2 separate regions of the Zea mays genome follow, and region 2 is linked to region 1. The links are chromatin contacts, called in public Hi-C maps. All regions are on one chromosome and are shown on one strand. The core of a region is the stretch at or near the end of the contact, and the rest is flanking DNA. Distances in the headings are between cores, read along the strand shown. Region 1 holds the start of LOC100216965 (solute carrier family 35 member B1). Region 2 overlaps LOC100383405 (putative coatomer beta subunit family protein).

The links. A called contact is a pair of places that touch in the nucleus more often than the background predicts.
Region 2: a Hi-C map of ear shows a contact between it and region 1, with 3 times the contacts expected there. The contact joins the enhancer-like site here to the promoter of LOC100216965 in region 1. A contact is called at or near these places in 12 of 25 Hi-C or Micro-C datasets (bundle sheath, ear, endosperm and 4 more).

What each region holds. Positions count from the first base shown.
Region 1 is chr9:93,167,719-93,173,534 of Zm-B73-REFERENCE-NAM-5.0, reverse strand. LOC100216965 (solute carrier family 35 member B1) reads left to right here and starts at 2,669. Exons shown (of 7, transcript NM_001143346.1): 1 at 2,669-2,938; 2 at 3,034-3,131; 3 at 3,281-3,417; 4 at 3,709-3,739; 5 at 4,462-4,565. The coding sequence starts at 2,766.
Region 2 is chr9:93,335,253-93,341,068 of Zm-B73-REFERENCE-NAM-5.0, reverse strand. LOC100383405 (putative coatomer beta subunit family protein) reads left to right here. Exons shown (of 25, transcript NM_001362077.1): 22 at 1,054-1,160; 23 at 3,626-3,752; 24 at 4,257-4,371; 25 at 5,439-5,816. The coding sequence ends at 5,461. Among protein-coding and RNA genes, the nearest start is that of LOC100383405, 21 kb to the left of the region's middle. Within about 2 kb of position 2,083, at least 7 of the 20 cell types and tissues checked have an H3K27ac peak or open chromatin away from gene starts, as enhancers often do. A contact at or near this core is called in ear and root tip, where this site is marked.

The DNA of each region.
Region 1 (5,816 bases), core at 1,420-3,919:
CTATGCCCGGACCCCATTGACGACCCTACGGCGAAGCCAACTACACCCCAAGTTCCTCTAATTAATCATCTAATGGCGTTCCATTCCACCCTCATGGTTGTACTGTTATCCCGAGTGATCACTCAACGAACAGGTCCTTACAGAGAGGTACTCCGGAAACAGCCTGAGTCCCCTAAAGTATTACAAGATCATCATCGGGATACCATCATTGTATCATAAATATTCACATCATGTTCGTTGATTAAGTTAAAGCAATAAAATAAAGCTAACCATGATAACCCAAAAGGTAAACAAGGATAAGGTAAATACAAACTAGTCAATCCTTAGGCTTCAATAAAATAATGCGGGACGGTGAATTATAAAGTAAGTAGGACATAATAGGTCAGAGGACACTTGCCTTCACTAGGATCTGCTCAACCGTCAGATCTTAAATCAACGGTCGAGATTAAATCCGAGCGCGAGCACGCGCGGACGCGCGGCGGGCGCTGACAGGTAAGCTTGGGGGGTTTGAGACGCTGACACGTGGGGCCCACGTACCAGCAGTATGCCGAGGGCACGAGGCGCGCTGGCCGCTGTATCTTAGATTGACAGCTCTGGTTCCACGAACCACATGAACCATTATCCGTGAATACGGGCCGTCAGATCAGAATCAAGCAGTTAGGATGGGCGCCAGGGGTTTTACCGGCCAGGGGCGGCGCCATACGCGCCTGCGGCTGCGCAACTACCGGAGATGAGGTAGACTGGGGCTCCTAGGGCGCTAGGGGTCAGTCTGGGTTACTAGAAAGGTTGGGGAGGACCCAACGAATCTTATGGCGGGGTCGGGATAGCAGGAAAGGGGCTGAGGCGACTGGACGACGGAGGGGGAGTCCTCGGCGTACCAAGGAAAACTTAGGCGAGCTATCGCGCACGACTAAGTGCATGACGGGGGAAATTAGGGGCGGGGTTAGATCAGTTACCTTGAGAGAAGGCTCAGGGACTCACAAATGGCGTCCGGGGCACGACGAGGACACGGGTTGACGGCGGCGGAGCGGCGGCGGGGTAGAGAGAAAACCGGTGAGTGTGGACCGAGGCAAACAGAGGGGGAGGGGACGAACCGAGAGGTGTCCCGGATTGCGGGTGACAAGGCGAAGCTCACCGAGGCAACATACACGGCGAGGGCTCGACGGCGACCGCAGAACGGGCGCGAGACCACGACTAACGGCGGCGGAGCTCCCTGGGTGTGCGCGTGGTGCGAGGCGAGTGCTGAGGGCTGTGAGTGCACGAGTGAAGGAAGAGGAGGGCGAGTGGGTACTGGGCAGCTAGAAAAAGGCCGGGGTGGGGATGGGGCGCGACCTCGGTGTGCGTAGTGGGCGCGGAGTCCACGGCGACATGCGGGTCGCGCGCGGGCGGTTCAGGGAGGACAAGTCCGACAGATGGGACCCACGGGTCAGCGAGAACGGGCGAACGAACGGGTGGCCAGGCTGACAAGCGGACCCCGCGGGACAGTGAGAGAAAGTGCGCGTGCACGGAGGAGTTTGGCGCCGACAAGTTGGCCCCACTGGGTAGCGAGAGAGAGAGAGAGAAGTGAGAGAGGGCGTGGGACGGCGCTGACAAGCGGGGGCCGCCTGTCAAAGAAGGCGGGCGCGCGCGAGGCTGGGCTGGCTTGGGCTAGTTGGGCCGAATTGGCATTTTCTTTTTTCCTGTAATTTCTAATTGCTTTTCTATTTTATTTCCTTTATGGATTCAAATCAAGTTCAAACACCAATTCAAATCAAATAATCTCAAACATGTGCATCAAACAAAAGAATATTTTAGGTTCAACATGATGCAACAATTCATGACTTACATAGTTTTGACAAAATAAATAAATATTAAACCCTCACTTAATTAACTTAATTCTAATCAAAAGAAAGAGAGAGAGACTAGAGAGAGACTAGAGATAACACCTGAATTTGGTAGGCATTTAGAAAAGAAATTGTATACACCAAATTCAGGGTGTTACAATTACTCACGTTAGTGTACATGTGGACCAAATCTTGTGTATCTCAACATAAAAACATATTAATCCACCTAAGTTATCACTCATTCACCAAAATAAAAGCAACAACCTTTCACTCTCTCCTTTCTTAGTATTGATGATAAATTTAAAAACAAATGAAAACTAAGCATAATCCAAGGTATCACTTCACAATAGTGTATTTTGTTAACTTGGTTTGGATTTTTTTGTCGCTCATCCAACTTTTAAGCTTTGTCATTATGATACAAATAAACATATGTCGTGCCATATTAGAGCACACTAATGAAAGTTCACATAGCATTCAAGTTTAGGGACCCAAGTGACACAACATGTTAAGTTAGAGACCCCAAATGACTCCGACATGGTATGCCACGTCAATATCCGGTTTGTAAACCTGGTTTTAGATGATTTTGTATGAGCTGATAAAGTTCGATGATCTGTTTGGCCGTTCTAATTACAGAGCATGCCAATTTCATCTATGGCTAATGTACTTTACCCACTAGGCCACTATCATCCTACTCCGGCCTCCGGCCGTCACCCTTCCACGCCATCTAGCCAATCGGGCGTCTGTCCTGGCATGCTCGGTCCAATCGCTCTACGCCACGTCACCTCTCTTACGCGCTCTTCTCTCTTCCCCCCTGTTACGTTGGGCTCCTACATAACACGCGCCCCCGCTTCCACTCGGCGACCACCGGTCCACCGCGCATCGAACCCCCACTTGTGCTGATTCTGCTGATCCCTCGCCGACAACGGCCGGAGAATCGACACCATGGCCGCTGCGCGCCGGGGCCGTGGCGACGGCGCCAACGGCGTCGTCCGTCCCCGCCCCCGCGACCGCGGCATCGGCGGCGGGAGCATGGCGGGGCGCGTGGCCGTCCTCGCCTTCTGTGTCGCAGGGATCTGGTCCGCCTACATCTACCAGGGCGTCCTCCAGGAGACTCTGTAAGCCCCCCCCCCTCTCTAATTGCTGTCCGAAGTCCGCTACACAATTAGACAAGCCGGGGTCAATTTGGTGAGTTTGCTCGCCGGTGGTTCAGATCGACGAAGCGGTTCGGGCCGGATGCGCGGCGGTTCGAGCACCTCGCGTTCCTCAACTTCGCGCAGAACGTCATCTGCTTCGTCTGGTCCTTCATAAGTGAGCGCCCTCTACCTTCCTCTGGCGCCGCGTAGTTGCCTAATTGCAATTCGTGCAGCGTAGTGGGCTCGTGGTGATCAATTCCGTCGCATTGTGGGTGACTGGGTGGCCCGCATACGAGGGTTTCTGACTTCTGCGTGCTTTTCAAGTGATTAAGCTGTGGTCGGGCGGGAGTAGCTCCAATGGCAGCGCACCGATATGGAAGTACTGGGGCGTCAGCGTCACCAATACCATCGGGCCGACCATGGGGATCGAGGCTCTCAAGTACATCAGCTACCCGGCTCAGGTATGGTTCCACCTGTTCTTGCTGTGTGACTGTGTCGCCTTCCTTGGTTGTTTTACTTTTATGCACTGTCCCGGAGCGGCGGAAACGATTAATGACAATTAGTTACTTTTCGGAACCCCGTTTTTTCTTCCAAGTGATTTCTATTTCCTAAGGGAAATTATTTTATTTTTCTTTGGGAAAATGAAAATTCATTGGAAAAATGGAGTTCCCAAACTAGTCCTTCATGTGATTGTATAACAATTTCTGGTAACTGAATATGAATCCTGACTAATTTACTGTTGGTGTGAACAGGTGTTGGCAAAATCTTCTAAGATGATTCCTGGTAAGTTTACATTTACTTATACACACTACAGTGTATATGTATCACAACATAAAAGTATTCACAGCTTGTTCTTTTCTTCTTGAACAGTCCAATTTAATTTATTTCACTGAGTAAAGAAAACTACAAAGAGCAGAATAAAAGTGCAATGAAAGATAATCCCTTTTTCTTTTATGTTGAGACATACCATGCTCAACACTATTATGAGTATAATTCTACATTAGTAGGAACAATGACAGGGATATTTTTATTGATATCCATGTTGGCTCGATGTGTTTATTAAGTATCATAAGATATTAGATTGGCCCTGACATCTAAGTCCATACGGTTCTAAGAAAACGAATATATTTGTGTCTTCTTTTTGTTGACAAAATCATCATAGGGTGAATATATTAATTAAGGTAGATCTCTTTTGCCAACTAAACTCATGGTCATTCTATCTTATGTGCTTACATGATTTAACCGTTGAAGCCATCAATATGCAATGAGTTGTTGGATCTTATGTGCAATTATGCATTGCTTACCGAAACTATTCTAATAGTTTATAGAACTGAAACTATTCTCTGAGTTGTCGGATTTGTATTTGTTCTATGTATCTAAGTACTTTTGGGTCAGTAATTGTTTCTATGTATTTAAGTATTTTTCTTAAAGAAATGCATTCTTCCTCAACATTGCATGCTGCGTATTTGACGCTTCTCCTCTAACTTCCTATTCAATTTATTTAGTAATGTTGATGGGAACTCTTCTCTATGGTGTGAAGTACACACTTCCAGAGTATTTATGCACCTTTCTTGTTGCCGGCGGTGTGTCCTCCTTTGCGTTGTTGAAGGTAAGATGATCTTCATTTTGTTGATTCATCAACTGCCGTACTAATGAGCTAATTGTTAGAATTAGGCATACAATCCTATTGGACCAGTGTAGTTGGGCTGGGCTCACCCAACACTACCTATATGTAGGTAACTAGATATGAATTTTACCGTATTGCCTACTAAAGTAAGGTGTTAGTCCTATGCATTGTATATAATCAACACATGGGACCCAATGCAATACAATCTAATTTTGTGGCAATACCTCCTCTAACATGGTATCATGAGTCTAATCTCACTTCTGCTTCTCCTTGGTCGCCGTCCCTCTAGGGCCATCGCCTCTCTAGGGCAGTTGTCCCTCAAGGGCTGACGCCACCACCTCCTCCCTTGTGTCGTGTGGCTGTCGCAGCGCACAAGCATCTCCTCCCTCCTTCCGCACCCATCCCTCCTCCTGCACCCATGATAGGGACCTCATCGATTGACAAGGAGCGTGCCTGTGCTGAGAAGGCGGCGACCTTCTACAAGAAAATTGACGACGTGCCTGTCGCAGTTTAGGGTGCTGATAAGAAGGTTGTCAACACATGTGCTTGTGTCTAGGTAACCACCCTTCTACTTGAGTAGGAGAAGTCCACCGCCGGCACCCTTGAGCAAGAGGTCACCATCGTTCGACAGGGTTTAGGCTTACAGGCCCCCACGACCGCCCCCATCACAGGACAACCTCGCTGCAGACTACAATGCACCGTCATCGCCAACCTCGAAGACCAAACAACCGTTGTTCTCAATGTCCGATCATTGGTGACGATCATCCTCGTATACTGCTCAGACAATTATGTCTGCTGGCATGATCAAGTGTTGCTTGCTCTCAAGTTGTACATCCTCGTCGACTACGTCTTGTCTGACCCTCCGTGAGACACCGATTCATGATGGGATCAGATTGACATTGTTGTCATCTGTTGAATCTCAGGCACCATCTCTCCGAAGTTGCGCCAGATCACCAGGGAGTGTGATGGCACGACGCAACCACCTCTTGGCTTGCTCTTAAGAACTAGTTTCCCAGGATGCGTGCGACACACACCCTCTAGCCCAACACCACATTCCGCACCTTCCTCCAGGGTGACCTCCCCGTTGGTGACTACTGCTACAAGTTGAAGGGGATGGATGACTCCCTAGCTGACTTGGGTGCCCTCATCCTCAACATTCTTTGGGGCCTAAACAAGAAATTCGAGCACATCGGTGTCATCATCCGACGCTAGTCCCCCTCCTCGTCTGAAAGG
Region 2 (5,816 bases), core at 834-3,333, 170 kb before region 1:
GCTGCCGCCGCGGCCACCGCCTCGCGCACCATCGCCGGTCCGCCGTCACCGAGGTCAGGGTCCTGGGTTGCGATGGGCACGATCAGGCTGGACGGGGGAGGGAGATATAGGGGCGAGCAACTCGAGGCGGCGGCGCTCGGGAGGCCGAGAGGGACGATGTGGGATAGTCCGAGCGAGAAGTTCGAGGGGAGAGGAGTGTGGATGGTGTGGCTGTGGCCTGGAGGTTTTACGTCCGTTGAAATCGAGGTTTCGCGTCCGACGCATAGACACGCGCACGTGGCCAACGCACACGCGTCACGTGAGAACTGGCACGTAGACCGCCGAACGCGGACAGGCGTCTAAAAAAGGTCAGGTTTTAATAACTTAGATAAGAAGAGGGGTTTGGAGAAACCCTTACAACACCCACCAAACTCACTCCTAGGCTTATAAAAAAGACGTTCAGTGCTAGATCCATGGTATCGTTATGCATTAGCTTGGTATTGTTCTGCGGGCTTCTGACTGGTGTTATAGTCACTTCCTTTATTCTGTCTATCCACTGCAGAACTATCAGTAATATGAGTATTGGAAAATTAAGCTAATGGGTGGAATATTTTAACTGTTAATGGATGATTTCTTACTAATGTTTATCTTATTTATGGTGGTAACTTATTGCATTGAGCTTAAGGTTTTAAAACAATGTCTTTATATACTCATATATGTATCATGATGTCATGGTAGCACCGCTCACCGATTACCGGTATTTTAGATATCAAAGGAAAATCAGCTTTTGGTTCAAATTTGGAATTATGGAGAAGCTGGATTGCATTGTTTTGGAATGCTTAGAAAGTTAAAATTCAGGATTCTAATTTGTCTACTTCAAATAGATCAGTATCAAGTTGAGATTCACCATGTAACACTGAATTCTTTAGGCTGATGAATTGTATGTACCAACTTCAATCATACAAAGCATTGATGTTTTTCGTAGTTTATTTATTGTGCCGATGTGTACACTGTGCTCTGTTATTCAAGCTATTGGCAATTGCTGGTTCATCACCCCTTTTTGTGACTTTTAAGGTGAATTCCAAAGCTGCAGAATCTCTGGCAGATCCTGCTGAGTACCCAAACCTGTTCGAGGACTGGCAGATTGCTCTGAATGTAGAAGCTACTGTTGCTCCCAAGAGGTATGTGTTAGTCCTTATGGATTATATAGCTCAAATAAATTTGTCAAGCTTTTAGTATCCTTCTATGATTTAAACAAGTAATGCATCAATTTTGTGCATTTTCAATAGAAACTTAAGAGGTGAAAGGGCCTCTAGCTGAATTGGTTAGGTGGTCTGAGTAGCACTCCTCAGGTTCTGGGTTCGACTCCATGTGGGAGCGAATTTCAGAATATGGTTAAGAAAAATCTCCTCGTCTGTCCCACGCCAAAGCACAGATCTAAGGTCCGGTCTCGGTCGCGGTTGTTCTCACTATTAGAACCTTGTTTAGGATTTCTCACATGGTATAAAGCTAGGTTTCCAATTTTCTCTCTTCTCCCACCTCTCCACCTAGAGATGGCAATGGGTAAAAACCAGCTGGGTATTACTTGCCCAAACTCATACCCGCGAACAAAAAAATACGCCTGCTAAAAAACCCATACCCATGACGGGTATAAAATTTTACCAAAACCCATACCCATGCGGGTTTCGGGTACCCAACGGGTTTCACATACCCACTAACATCAACATAAAAAATAATTCATCATGTAAATGACAACCAATATATTAATAAGTTAGGATAAAAGGAAAAAGTGATAACTAATTTTAGCTCAAAATTTGTTACATGAAGTTTATTTCAATCAGAACATATTCAATTAATAATATTATGAGACATATTTATAAGGAATGTTGATTTTAAGGCGGGTTTTAAAAACCCATGGGTTTGCGGATATGGGTAGTGGAAGAACAAACCCATGCTCACGTACCCGTTGGGTTTCCATTTAAACCCATTAACAAACCCGTGGGTAGAGAAATTGACCCAAACCCATACCCTAATAGAGCAAAAACCCATCGGGTTTCGGGTAGCGGGTACCATTGCCATCTCTATCCCCACCCCCTCCAACCGCCAGGCCGGCTTCCAGCCGCCGCCCCCTTCCCTTCACTGACCGTCGCCCTGCTCTGGCCGCCACCCAGACCTCCATGGCGGACTCCTCTTCCCTAGGCGTGGGCACCCTCGACCACGACACGGCAGGCACGAGCGCCATCAATGCCATGGACGTCGCCGCTCGTCGCACCCTCTTCCCGGCCACGGACACTCTCGCCACCGCGGTCCTCGGCATCGTCAGACGCAATTCTCTTCCTAGCATCCACCTCGCCTACGCAGCAGCGGTCACGGGCCTGCACGTTGTCACTGGCGCGGCCATGCACCCAACCGTCACCACCGCGGGCGCGAGCGTGCCCCACGCCGTTGCCGCCACGGGCGCGGGCGCAGGCCCGTACGCCACTGCCGTGGGCACCTCAGCCACGGGAGACGCCTTCCCCGCCGGCCCGCGCACCACCGCGGGTCTTCTCGCCTTTGCCGGTGTCCTCCTCCCCGGCCTCCTCTCCCTTGTTTGCAGCAAGCTCATCGGGGATGGGCCCCCCTTCATCGTCGACCTCAGGCCCCTTCCCAGAGCTCCGCCCGCTGCCCTCGCTGCTGCATAGCCCGCCTGACGCTCCCCTCCCGTCTTCCCCGCCCACCGTACCCCCCTCGCTGAACCAGCATGGGCTGACCTCATCGCGTCCTCGTCGGCTTCTCCGCTCGCATGCTCCACGTTTGTTGCGGCTCTCGCCACCATCCAGGCTGTCGTGGCCGCCTCTCAAGATCACGAGCGAGCTGCGTCCCTCGCCTGGGAGCAAGAGCATGCTATAGGCGCCGCCTTGACCACTCAGCTGGCCATCGCTCAACGTCTCCTCCTCGGTCGTGGTGCTACGCCACCTCTGGTGGCCCCTGAGGCTCCCCACGCCTTCGGACTTGACACCGACACCATCACCGCTCTCCACGTTCAGGTCGTCGGTGTTTACAACACCCGGTCCCTCGTGTTCGTCGTGTTGGACCTGGCGTCCCCTCACTACCGCTGGCGTGTTCAGGTGCTTCTCACGCTCTGGCGGTTCGTCCTCGCCGACGCCGTCGCCCCGCTGTCCCCATCTTGGCTTCAGATGGACAACGTGATCCTCTCGTGGCTCCCGGACACTTTCACCGTCGAGCTCCAGTACATTATCCGTGAGCACGAGGGCACCGCTCGCAAGCCTAGGCAGCATTCACGAAAGTGATGCACTAACAGCAGCAGCAGCAAACCAAGCTATGGCTACCGCTGGAGTGCTCGAGTCTGGAGAGATAGACAGTAGGAGCAATGAGAGAATATTTTTCAGAGTGATAAACTGAGACAGTGAGCGCATCCATGTGGCATCTCAGTTAGGGCCATCATCAGCCAGTGTGAGGTGCATATATTTATGGCATGCATACACCCACCTAGCAAATTTACCTGTGCTGCAAATTTCTCTGATATAACAAAGATTATGGGACCATTTGGATAAATGCGTTGCGGGACGTGTAGTTTTAAATACATGCTCCGTACCTTTCATTTTAATTTGCATCCTGACGATTTCTTGTTTTGACTTCTGAAAAGGGGTGTCTACCCACCTGCTGAGGAGTACATGACTTATGCGGAGAGGTCTAATGACAGCCTTGTGGAAGTTTTCAAAAGTATGAATGTGGAAGAAGTACCAAGTGATAATGGAGATCCTGTTCATGAGGTATTACAATTTGGGTTGGTTACTAGCACAATTTGTGTGTTGGATTGGTTTCCGTCTTTTGATCATCCCTTTGAACTCATAGGAACAGCTGGGATCAGCTCAGAAACATATGCTATATTTGCTGGTGCATTGATATTATTTTTACCACGGTCGCTTCTATTGCTCTTCTACTTTAATTTCTTAAGTTACTGCATGATGCTGACTGTTTGAGTGGACGTGTTAACCAATTCAACCCAAAAGATTAAGTTTTTAGGAGAAGGTAGACAATCTAATTATACACTTCAACACCTCCACTCACATGTAGCCAGAGAGAAAGGTGCACAAGTGCACACATGGAAATAAGGGTATGGAGGCATAAATAAATCCTCTGATAGGATTTGAATTCGAGACATCTGGCTCTGATATAGACGTGCTAACTAATTCAACCCGAAAGTTTAAGCTTTTAGGAGAATGTACACAATCTATTTATTCACTTCAACACTGACACCAAATGAATTTCTACAGGTCACTGAGGATGACGGAGTCGAGGGAAGTATGGATGATGTTGTTGAAGTTGAACCCGATGATTCAACAGATGGCGGTGTCCTTGTGAATGGGAATGATGGTGAGGAACACTGGGGTATGAACAAAAAAGGAACTTTTCGTTACCATAAATGCAGTAGTGGAAGTGTACACTGTACAATCCAACAATCATTAGTCATCTCTTTTGATCCCAAGCTCAACAAAAAATATACTCCCTCCGTCCTAAATTAGCATTCGCTTTAGCACTTGATTTTCATATCTATATCTAAATAGGTGATGATGAATCTAGACACATCCAAAACATATACTCCCTCCGTTCGTTAATATCTGACGCTGTACAGTTCAAATCTAAACTAAGGAGCGTCAAATAAAAAAAATCGGAGGTAGTACATTAATTATTGTATGAATCTAATAAAAGTCTAAAACGAATTTTATTTTTGGAACGGAGGGAGTATTTAGGTTAACTATCCAGTGAATGGGCGCAAGTGTCTCTATTATACAGAGTAGTATCTTGTATCCCTCGATCTCACCTGTATCACTACAATGCCAGCATGTACGTGTTAGAAATCCTCTGGAACAAGACGAACGTGACATACTACATGCATGAACCTTCATAAACATCATCGTTAAGAACTGGCTACGACCGTGACTTAATTTGTCTGCAGGGCTTGCTGTCAAGCATTAGTTATCTAGTGGATCTTAAAACAAAAACAAAAAACTCGCATTGTGGGGCTAAGACAGCCACGGGCATCGTATTAAGAGACTGTCCCACCTAAATGGAGAGTTGAACTTAAGACCTGATAAGTGTTATTCAGACCATCTAACTAACCCATATAGGTCCTTTCTATAATGGATCTTAGGAAAAGGTTGTACAATTATCTGTACAATTGTCTTAATTGAAATCTTAGTTCTGGTAGAAGGGAACTGTTCAACCATAGACTGTATGCACAAAAAATTACCCCATTAGAAAGCTTAATATTTAAACAATGAATCATGTCATTGTTTTGATGTTTTTATGTTGGGACTCAGCAATTTGAATTGTTGATCTAAATTGTGTGGTTCATCTCAACTATTTTGACACCCAATAATTAACCTCTTATGACATGGATGGATAACCCAATTACAGTCTTTCTTACTTTTTGTTTTTTGCTTTTTCTTTTTCAGTGCTTACTCCTGACCAGCAGTAGAGATATCACGACAACATTCTGCACCAGCAGATTAGTTGCCTATTGTAAAAAAGTAAGTACCATTATGTATACGCACAAGTCAAGAAAAAATTAAATTGACAAAGAACCGTGCTCCCATACCCTTGAATAAATCTATGTTGTATGTAATGTTTTCTAGGCCTAAGTAGTATGTAATATTCTTCATGTTTGGCGTGTAAGGGCGAGTTTGAGAACCCTATTTTTCAAAGGGTTTTCATTTTTTCAAAGAAAATTAGTTCATTTAACCTTAGGAATATAGTAATCCTTTGGAAAAATGGAGTTCCCAAACTAGTCCTAAAACAAATTATCTGCCCGCATGCCATGGTAGACCGTCAAT